2 separate regions of the Columba livia genome follow, and region 1 is linked to region 2. The links are chromatin contacts, called in public Hi-C maps. All regions are on one chromosome and are shown on one strand. Each heading gives the region's core, a stretch centred on a gene start, on an enhancer-like site or on the middle of the called end of the contact. The rest is flanking DNA. Distances are from core to core; before and after follow the strand shown. Region 1 holds the start of SLC16A2 (solute carrier family 16 member 2). Region 2 overlaps ZDHHC15 (zinc finger DHHC-type palmitoyltransferase 15).

The links. Hi-C and Micro-C count contacts between places; a contact is called where the count stands out from the background.
Region 1: a contact with region 2 is called in a Hi-C map of crop, with 3 times the contacts expected there. The contact joins the promoter of SLC16A2 here to the enhancer-like site in region 2. A contact is called at or near these places in 2 of 2 Hi-C or Micro-C datasets (crop and liver).

Annotation. Positions count from the first base shown.
Region 1 is chr12:18,580,587-18,584,234 of bColLiv1.pat.W.v2, forward strand. SLC16A2 (solute carrier family 16 member 2) reads right to left here and starts at 2,383. Exons shown (of 7, transcript XM_065078014.1): 1 at 1,682-2,383; 2 at 1,239-1,395. The coding sequence starts at 2,236. LOC110354974 (a long non-coding RNA gene) reads left to right here and starts at 1,954. Exons shown (of 2, transcript XR_010475734.1): 1 at 1,954-2,162; 2 at 2,249-2,568.
Region 2 is chr12:18,230,736-18,234,506 of bColLiv1.pat.W.v2, forward strand. It overlaps ZDHHC15 (zinc finger DHHC-type palmitoyltransferase 15), which reads left to right. Exons shown (of 12, transcript XR_010475730.1): 2 at 475-501; 3 at 2,413-2,507; 4 at 3,626-3,746. Among named protein-coding and RNA genes, the nearest start is that of ZDHHC15, 5.1 kb to the left of the region's middle. Within about 2 kb of position 1,351, at least 1 of the 3 cell types and tissues checked has an H3K27ac peak away from gene starts, as active enhancers do.

The DNA.
Region 1 (3,648 bases), core at 1,133-3,632, 350 kb after region 2:
TTGCACGATCACATCATTTCTCTGGTAACAGTATCACAGAGTTAATTAGTGATCTGGAGATGTAGCGTACCTCATAATGGATTTCATCCTGGCACGCTCATTGTCGCGATCACCAGTCATGCATCAGCTGAGCAGAGGGAACGTGGGCAACACCAGTCCCCAAAATGAGACTTTCAGGTCCCTCCGTGCTCCCCAGCACCGCCTCTCTGCACAGCACACCCCCACTGGGGTTTCTGATTGCTGCCCACATCCCACCCTGAGTCAGGACACCACCACAAGCAGGTTCCCTCAGTGCCAAGTGCTTGTCTCTACCTGCCTGATAAAAGCAAGGTCAGCCATGGGTGTCCATCACAGGGATGGATATGATCTTCTCAGGGAAGATACCAAGACCTGGGACAAGGCTGGGCCTCCTGACTCCAGTGTCTGTCATGGACCCATTGGGACTGCCACCCTGACAGGTTGGTGTCCCTCCACCAAGTCTACTCAAACAGTGAGGTCTTTGCAGCAAGGAATGTCCCTTTTCTCCATGTTAACACTACACAGTCTTAATCCTGCCTGAGCCTGTAGGTCCTAACAAAACACACCACTGGCTGCAGTTTATTAAATGATGTTGGCTGCTCAAGACCCCACATCAACCTCAGTGTGACCACACAGGCAGCGCTGCCCTTCGTTGGCTTTCCCACCAAATGGATACAACTCGGAGGAAGCGTGTCGGCAAGACATGCTCTCCTGCAGCCACCCCAAGCGTGGTCCAGCAGAAAAGGCAGACAGACATACGGCTTGAAAAACCCATAACAAAATAACAATAATAATAAAAAATAGAAGGGGTGGCTCACACACATCAGCTAATTCACCAGCGATGCTCTCCTTACTCCAAAACGCACCAGGCAGGACAAGCTAAGGGCATGCTTTTCAGATGAATTACTTTTAATTGAGTACATAGGAGCTTAGAAACACATGATGCTGCTGGAGATAAATATAGCCACGACTACGAGGATGGAGGGGGCAGGGAGTAATCGCGGTTCAACGCATCCGAGAAGGAGCTTCCAGCCGCACCAGCTCCCCGGTGTGCTCGGGAAGGCAGAGCCGGCCGAGCCGCTGCACCTTCCCGCGCCGCGGCCCCGCTCCCCCAGGCGGTTCCCCGGGGCTGACAGCTCCGCTTGTACAAGCCCCGAGCGGTGCTCGGGCACCCCCTGCTCCCCCTTGCTCGGGCCGGGAAGGGACCGTGGAGCCCGTACCTGTTTTGAACTCCAGCGCCGGGTCCTTCTCCCCGTCGCCCAGGTCGCTCTGCAGCATCACGTAGATGATCCCGAAGGAGTTGTTGATGCCGAAGATGGAGCCGTTGCACCAAGCGGCGGCGAAGACCACCACCCAGCCGAAGCCGCCCTCGGGGGGCTGGAAGGGCGCGGCAGCCCCGCTCGGTCCCGGCTCGGCCCCGGCCCCATCCCGCGACTCGCCCTCACCCTCGCCCGCTGCCGGCCCCTTCTCGTCGCGCTGCGCCATCGCAGCCGCGCTCCCGCCGCCGCCCGCCGCCCGACTGCCCGGCAGCCGGTCCCACATGCCCGCCGCCCCCCCCGGCCGGCCCCCCCTCCCGCCCCCTCCTGCCGCAGCCTCACTCCCCGCCTCCCCTCCGCCGCCTCCATCCTCCTCCTCCTCCTCCATCGCGCCGCTCAGTCCCTACCTGCGGCGGGGGCCGCCCGCGCACACAACCCCCCCTTCTCCCACCGTGCCCCCCCCTTCCCCGGGCCGGGCCAGCCGCGGGCGGCGCTTCCCCGACGTCAACGGCGTTCGCCGCCCGCCCGCGGGCCTTAAAGGCGTCCCCGGGCCCGGCCGCGGCCCCGCATCGCCCGCCGGGCCGCCGCACCGCCGCCGCATCCTGCAAGCGGGCGCAGACCCGGGGCGGGCCGCCGTCAGCACCGCCCTCGCGGGGCCCGGCTGGGCCGCTGATCGTCCCCGCTGATCGTCCCCGCTGATCGTCCCCGCTGATCGTCCCCGCTGTCTCCCGGTCCGGGAGAGCCCCGGCCCTGCGCTCCGGCCCCCCGGCTGCGGGAGCATCCCGCGAGGAGAAAGTGCCCGGCGGGGAAGTGCTGGGAGGGACAAGAGGGCCCCGCGATGGCCGCGGCTCGCTCGTGCTGATGCTACTGCCCTCTGCCCCGGCCGAGGTAAACGAAGCACCGGGAGAAGCCCGAGGCTGTGGCAAAACGCGGCCCAGGCGCGGCGGTTTATTTAATTTCATCCGGTTTTGCAGGTGGGATTATTGGCTCGCCAGCATACCCGACGCTGAAAAGTTTTGAGAGCGTTTTTGTAAAAGCAGCCCAGAGCTACACAAGCTTCTTGCTGCGGGGTGGCAAGGCAAGGAGCCTGCAGCTTAATCCCATCAGCAGGATGTTCCCCGGGGCTGTGGGTCACCCCATGTCACCTCGGCATTGGGGTTCGCCGAGCAGGACAGGCAGGCTAGTGGTGGCCATACAAACTCGGCAGGGAGCTGCTCTCTTGCCTCTCTCATGTTTTGCAATAAGCTCTGCCTTTTCTTTCAATAAATAATTACAAACCCACCAATATATTAAAGCCTGTCTTTTCACACGCTGAAGGTATTTACACTTTAGTACATGCCAAGTCTAAGTTATTATTCTTTCTTTACCCTAATGGCTGTGTCAGTGTCAGATTCCTATCAGAGTAAAATAATACATCCCAGCCTCACGCTGTTCTTTCTTTACCTCCAGGGGCATGAATTACCAGCACCTGGTGAGGCAGCAGGGCAGGCTGGGGAGCCGGAGGGGAGGTGACAGGAGGGCCCCCATGCCAGCACCATCTCCCCACTTCTCCTGCTGCTGGAGAGCAGCACCTAGCCATGGGCAGGCGGGCTTGGAATGTGTTTGCCTACGTGCTGTGGCTCGCCGGGCTTGGCGAAGACCCTCTAGGACATTGCTACAGCCAGAAAAGCCTCTGCTTGGCCTGCCTGCTTGTGCTTGACTGCAAATCACTGCCAGATCTGTGACTACTCCATAGCCATCCGCTTCCTCCCACCCAGGGAATGAGTGGTTGGTTCTCCCCAGCTTCCAGCAGCCTGAGTGTGGGTTGGCGAGACCTGAGGCAGAGGGGTGCAATGGTGGGAGGCAAAGAAGTGGCCTCCTCCCCTCACCTTCCCTCTTCGCTGCCACGCCGACTGATGAGCCCAAATCCTGCCTACCCAGCGGGGTGCCCGGCGGTAACGTCACACTCTGGTCAGCCTCGCTGCTGGAGGAACTGCATTTTTATTTCTCTTCCTCTCTGGTGGAGTCTCCTCCCCGGATCCCCATCTCCGCAGCACGGCTGGGAGAGGCTTGGGAGGTTTGGGAGCATCTTCCACTGCCCTCTGCCGACACGAAGAGCTGTAGCGCTGAATTTTAATAACCATTTTGCCATAGGGCCAACTGGATTTGCTGGCCTGCTGATTTTATTTTGTTAAACCCCAGCAATCTGAGAGAGAAAGGGGTTGGGGTACTCCAGGCTGTGCACAGGGGAGCTGCACCTCAAAATGCTAATACCTCACAGCAGCAGAGCTGGGACTGGATTAAAAAGAGCAAAGAAAGAGGTGGGAGAGCCCTTTGCCATAAGACACATCATCTCACAGGGACTTTCCTCTCCAGAGGTGCAGAAGGCTCTTGG
Region 2 (3,771 bases), core at 101-2,600:
GCAAGTGTAAAAATAGAGTCATTCCAGTGTGTCCTTTCTTGCTGACGAGGCCAAAGCTGAGACAATTTGCAATGTTTTATTTATGCTGATGCAGAAATGCATCGGGGCATGGCTCACTGGGGAGGGTCCAGACCACTGAGGGACTGGCACAAAGCAGGGCACAAGTCACTAGCGGGTTATTTTTGCCATATTTCTAGTGTACAAATATACAAAATATATTTTATAACGAGGGAAAGTACAGCGTAAGTAACAGTTATCGAACATCTTGTTGTGGGTGTCATTTGCGTGAGTAAACAAGGAGTTGTTAAGGACGCTGCTGGTTTGATGCTAAACTGTGGGCTCTCTCTTTGTCAGTTGAGTTTGAACATTTTTCCCTGAACTGGCTGCATTTCTAATAGAAACATTATTTGTTGCAAATTTGCTGGGAATCCTATTTGCCCCGTAGACATTTTTATATTTATTTTTCTTTTTCAGTGACTCTGAGCAACCCTGTGGAAAAAGGTATGTGCATTGCATTTAGTATTTGACTTTTGGTCACAGATGTTCTAGTTAAAGTATCAGAGATACTTTCCATCCATTTTTTTAACTTGCATGCTCTTGCAGTGTTTCCTTGCTGTAATTCCACATTCATGAAGTACACAGCATGCGTTGTTACACATGCTATAACTTTGGATGTATTGGGAAATACCCCCATTTAGCCCCAGTGTAGCAGAAGAACATGAAAAGGCTTTGATCCCTTTTATGCTTTCAGAAAAAATGATTAATGTCTATACACCCCCACACCTTTTGCCTTTGTGTTCTACATTTTCAGATCCGATTTTACCGGCTAAACAGAAAAGACTGGGTCTGTTCTGTGGCCTGCCTATTGGTTTTTTCACTGTTTGATTTATCTCTCAGTGAAAGCTATTTTCGGTGGTTTTTGTAGGGAGGATTTTGCAGAAGATCTTTTGCTAGTTTCTGTTGACCGCTAATCACATATATACAGCAACAGGTATGTAACCGTATACACAGCAGCTTTCAGTTGCTACCACAGATGAGTTGGAGCAAAGGTTTCTGTCCTGATATTTGAAACTGTTTCAGAGAAACTATAGAAAGCATAATGTTAATGATGATTCAGCAGGAGAAGGTTATTCGGTGCCTAATCTACTGGTGTATCTCCAGGTCAGCTTCCTCTAACATGCTGCTGTGTTGCTTTATCAACAGAATTAAACCTGTTGCAAGGTTTATCTCCTTACATATTAATTTAAAAATGACTGAGCTCCACCTGCATGTAGTATACAGATAACATCTCAAACTTGAGAGCATAATAATGAAGTGTCATTGATTCACAGACCAGTCACACAATCCAGCACATTCCTGTGAGACGTATCAGATCGTTTGCTGTCTCATTAGAAAGTCTCGACCCTGTGTTTGGCCTTTTTACCAATTACGTTTTCACACAGTCTTGCCAGTCTTTCTACTAGCACTAGTTACTTTAAATCTTGGTTTTAGAATTTGAAGCGTAAATGGATCAGGGGAAATGAGGTTATTATGGTGATTAAATGGCATGTTTAAATAAAACTGTCTTGTAACTGACAATGACTGAGTGAGTTGAGTATTGAAGCAATAACAACCAATATAGTTTGTGCAGCGGAAGGGTAGCTGTGCTCTGGCTTTCTGAACCTCAGTATGCCCCAAAGCTTCAAAATAAAGTTTGAATATTGAACTAAGATCCCTCTGACGCATGCTGGGTGTCATGTGCTAATGTGTCTAGTGGATTGCAATTCTTTCTCAGTAATCACAAGACCTGTTTTGCTCAATTTGAGGGGTGTTTTCCCGGTCTGTTTTATTGCATCAACTGTGGCAAATCTAAAATGTTGACCAGGAGACTGGATTTCTTTTTGGCGATGTAAATCTCTGCTAGAGCATGTTATTCCTCTCAGCTCTCGCAAGTGGTGGAAAACGCGTTGCTGATGTTATGGTACTGTGATTCACAACTGAACCCCAAATTTGGAGACGCTGGAGTATTGCAGGGTGAACCTTGATGCTGCTCAGCACCAGCCAGTTCTGCTTTGCCTGTGCCTGGGACATGGGGACAGGATTCCTGTCGTTCCGGGGGTGCAGGGTTGTCACCTGCCCTGCAGGTGACATCTCTCACATCTGACACATAATCAGAGCGGGTGCAGAAGGGGAGGCTGCGAGACAGGTAATGCCCAACTGCAGCCACAGATCGCTGACATTTTACTGACTCTCAGACCATAAGGTTTCGCTGTCTTCTAATACTGTAAATCTTTCTTTTTTCCTTTTTTTTGGTCATTGTTATGAAACATTGAAAGTATGCCCCTCATGAATGAAGCTTTAACCTAAGAAGTCTTTGTTCTGCTTCTGTTTTTTGTTTTGTTTGTTTATTTCTTTTTTTTTTTTTTTTTTTAGTGGCCTATCTTATAATATTCCATATTCTCTTTGTGCTCTTTGTGTGGACGTATTGGAAGTCTATTTTTACCCTCCCAGAGCAGCCAGGCAAAAAGGTAAGAGCCCAAGCCCTTCTCATTCATTGCAGAACAAAAGCAGGGATGCTAACGAGAACTCAGAAACCCTTCAGCCTAGTCGGGCTGGACAATGGATTGGATGAGAAATGACCTAGAGTTGTCCCTAAAAACGGAGTAATCTGAGAATCCTTTAACTCCCCAAAGAGCACGACTTAAAGTGGAGATGGTGTTGACTTTTAAAGCTGCTTTCTCATGTGCTCCAGCAGTGATAGTGAGGGACAGGAGAACCGTTGTCCTTTAAAACGCGCTGGGATTCATGCAATGAAGACTGTGGCTCTGTACGTTGCACGTGACTTTTAATGTAGTGCCAGGTATTCCCGTAGCTCCAGTCCTTGTACTTCCATGGTCAGCAGCTCAAAAATGTAAGAGAAACAAATTTAACGTTATACTATGGTAAAGAGAAACTGGGGTTCACTGTGACAGAAGTAGATTGTTTTGTGAATGATACTTTTAGTTATGGGCTTGGTATTGGTTTTTGAACGTAGGTTGAGTGTGCTTCAGTGGTTTGAGCACAGGACAGTCGGAGGCAGACATTAGTTTCCATTCTCTCTAAATATTTACTTTTTAATGTTGCTCAGATTGGTGGATTTTTTTATTTTTTGCATTTGTTTTAGTTCTTTATGAAATACTAATGCAACACTATGATTGGAGCAACATAACGAGGGCAACGTTTGTTTAGCACTCCAAATATACATGACCATAACTGGATCCTAATTACAAGAATGTCGATTTATAAATAACAACTAATCCCAGTTTTAGAATATAAAACTGTGGCTGAGGACAGATTCTTGCTTACAGTGTCCTTATCATGGTTAGTAATGTTAATTCATGAGAAATAGTAATCTAAGGCAGCAGTAGTAGCAATTCTAATATGTTGGCTTGTGACCTTAATGTCACTTTTGCATTTCTTATTGATGTATTGCATATTTTTCTGGCTGTCCAGCACTTACTCTCTTTGTCTCCTTGACAAACATGTTTTCACATTAGATTAATCTCATTAGGAGTGGGGGGTAAAAACATTTCCAAACTTGCCTGTGTTTGAAATAGTATCTCTCCTACCCACGGGTAACTGCTCCTCTCGTGACTTCTGCTTCTAGTACCATATGTCCCTTGCTGACCAAGAGCGTTATGAGAACGAAGACAGACCAGAGGTGCAGAGGCAAATCCTCGCCGAAATCGCAAGGAAGCTGCCGGTGTACACAAGGACGGGGAGCGGAGGTCAGCCCAGCACGGGGCTTTGTTT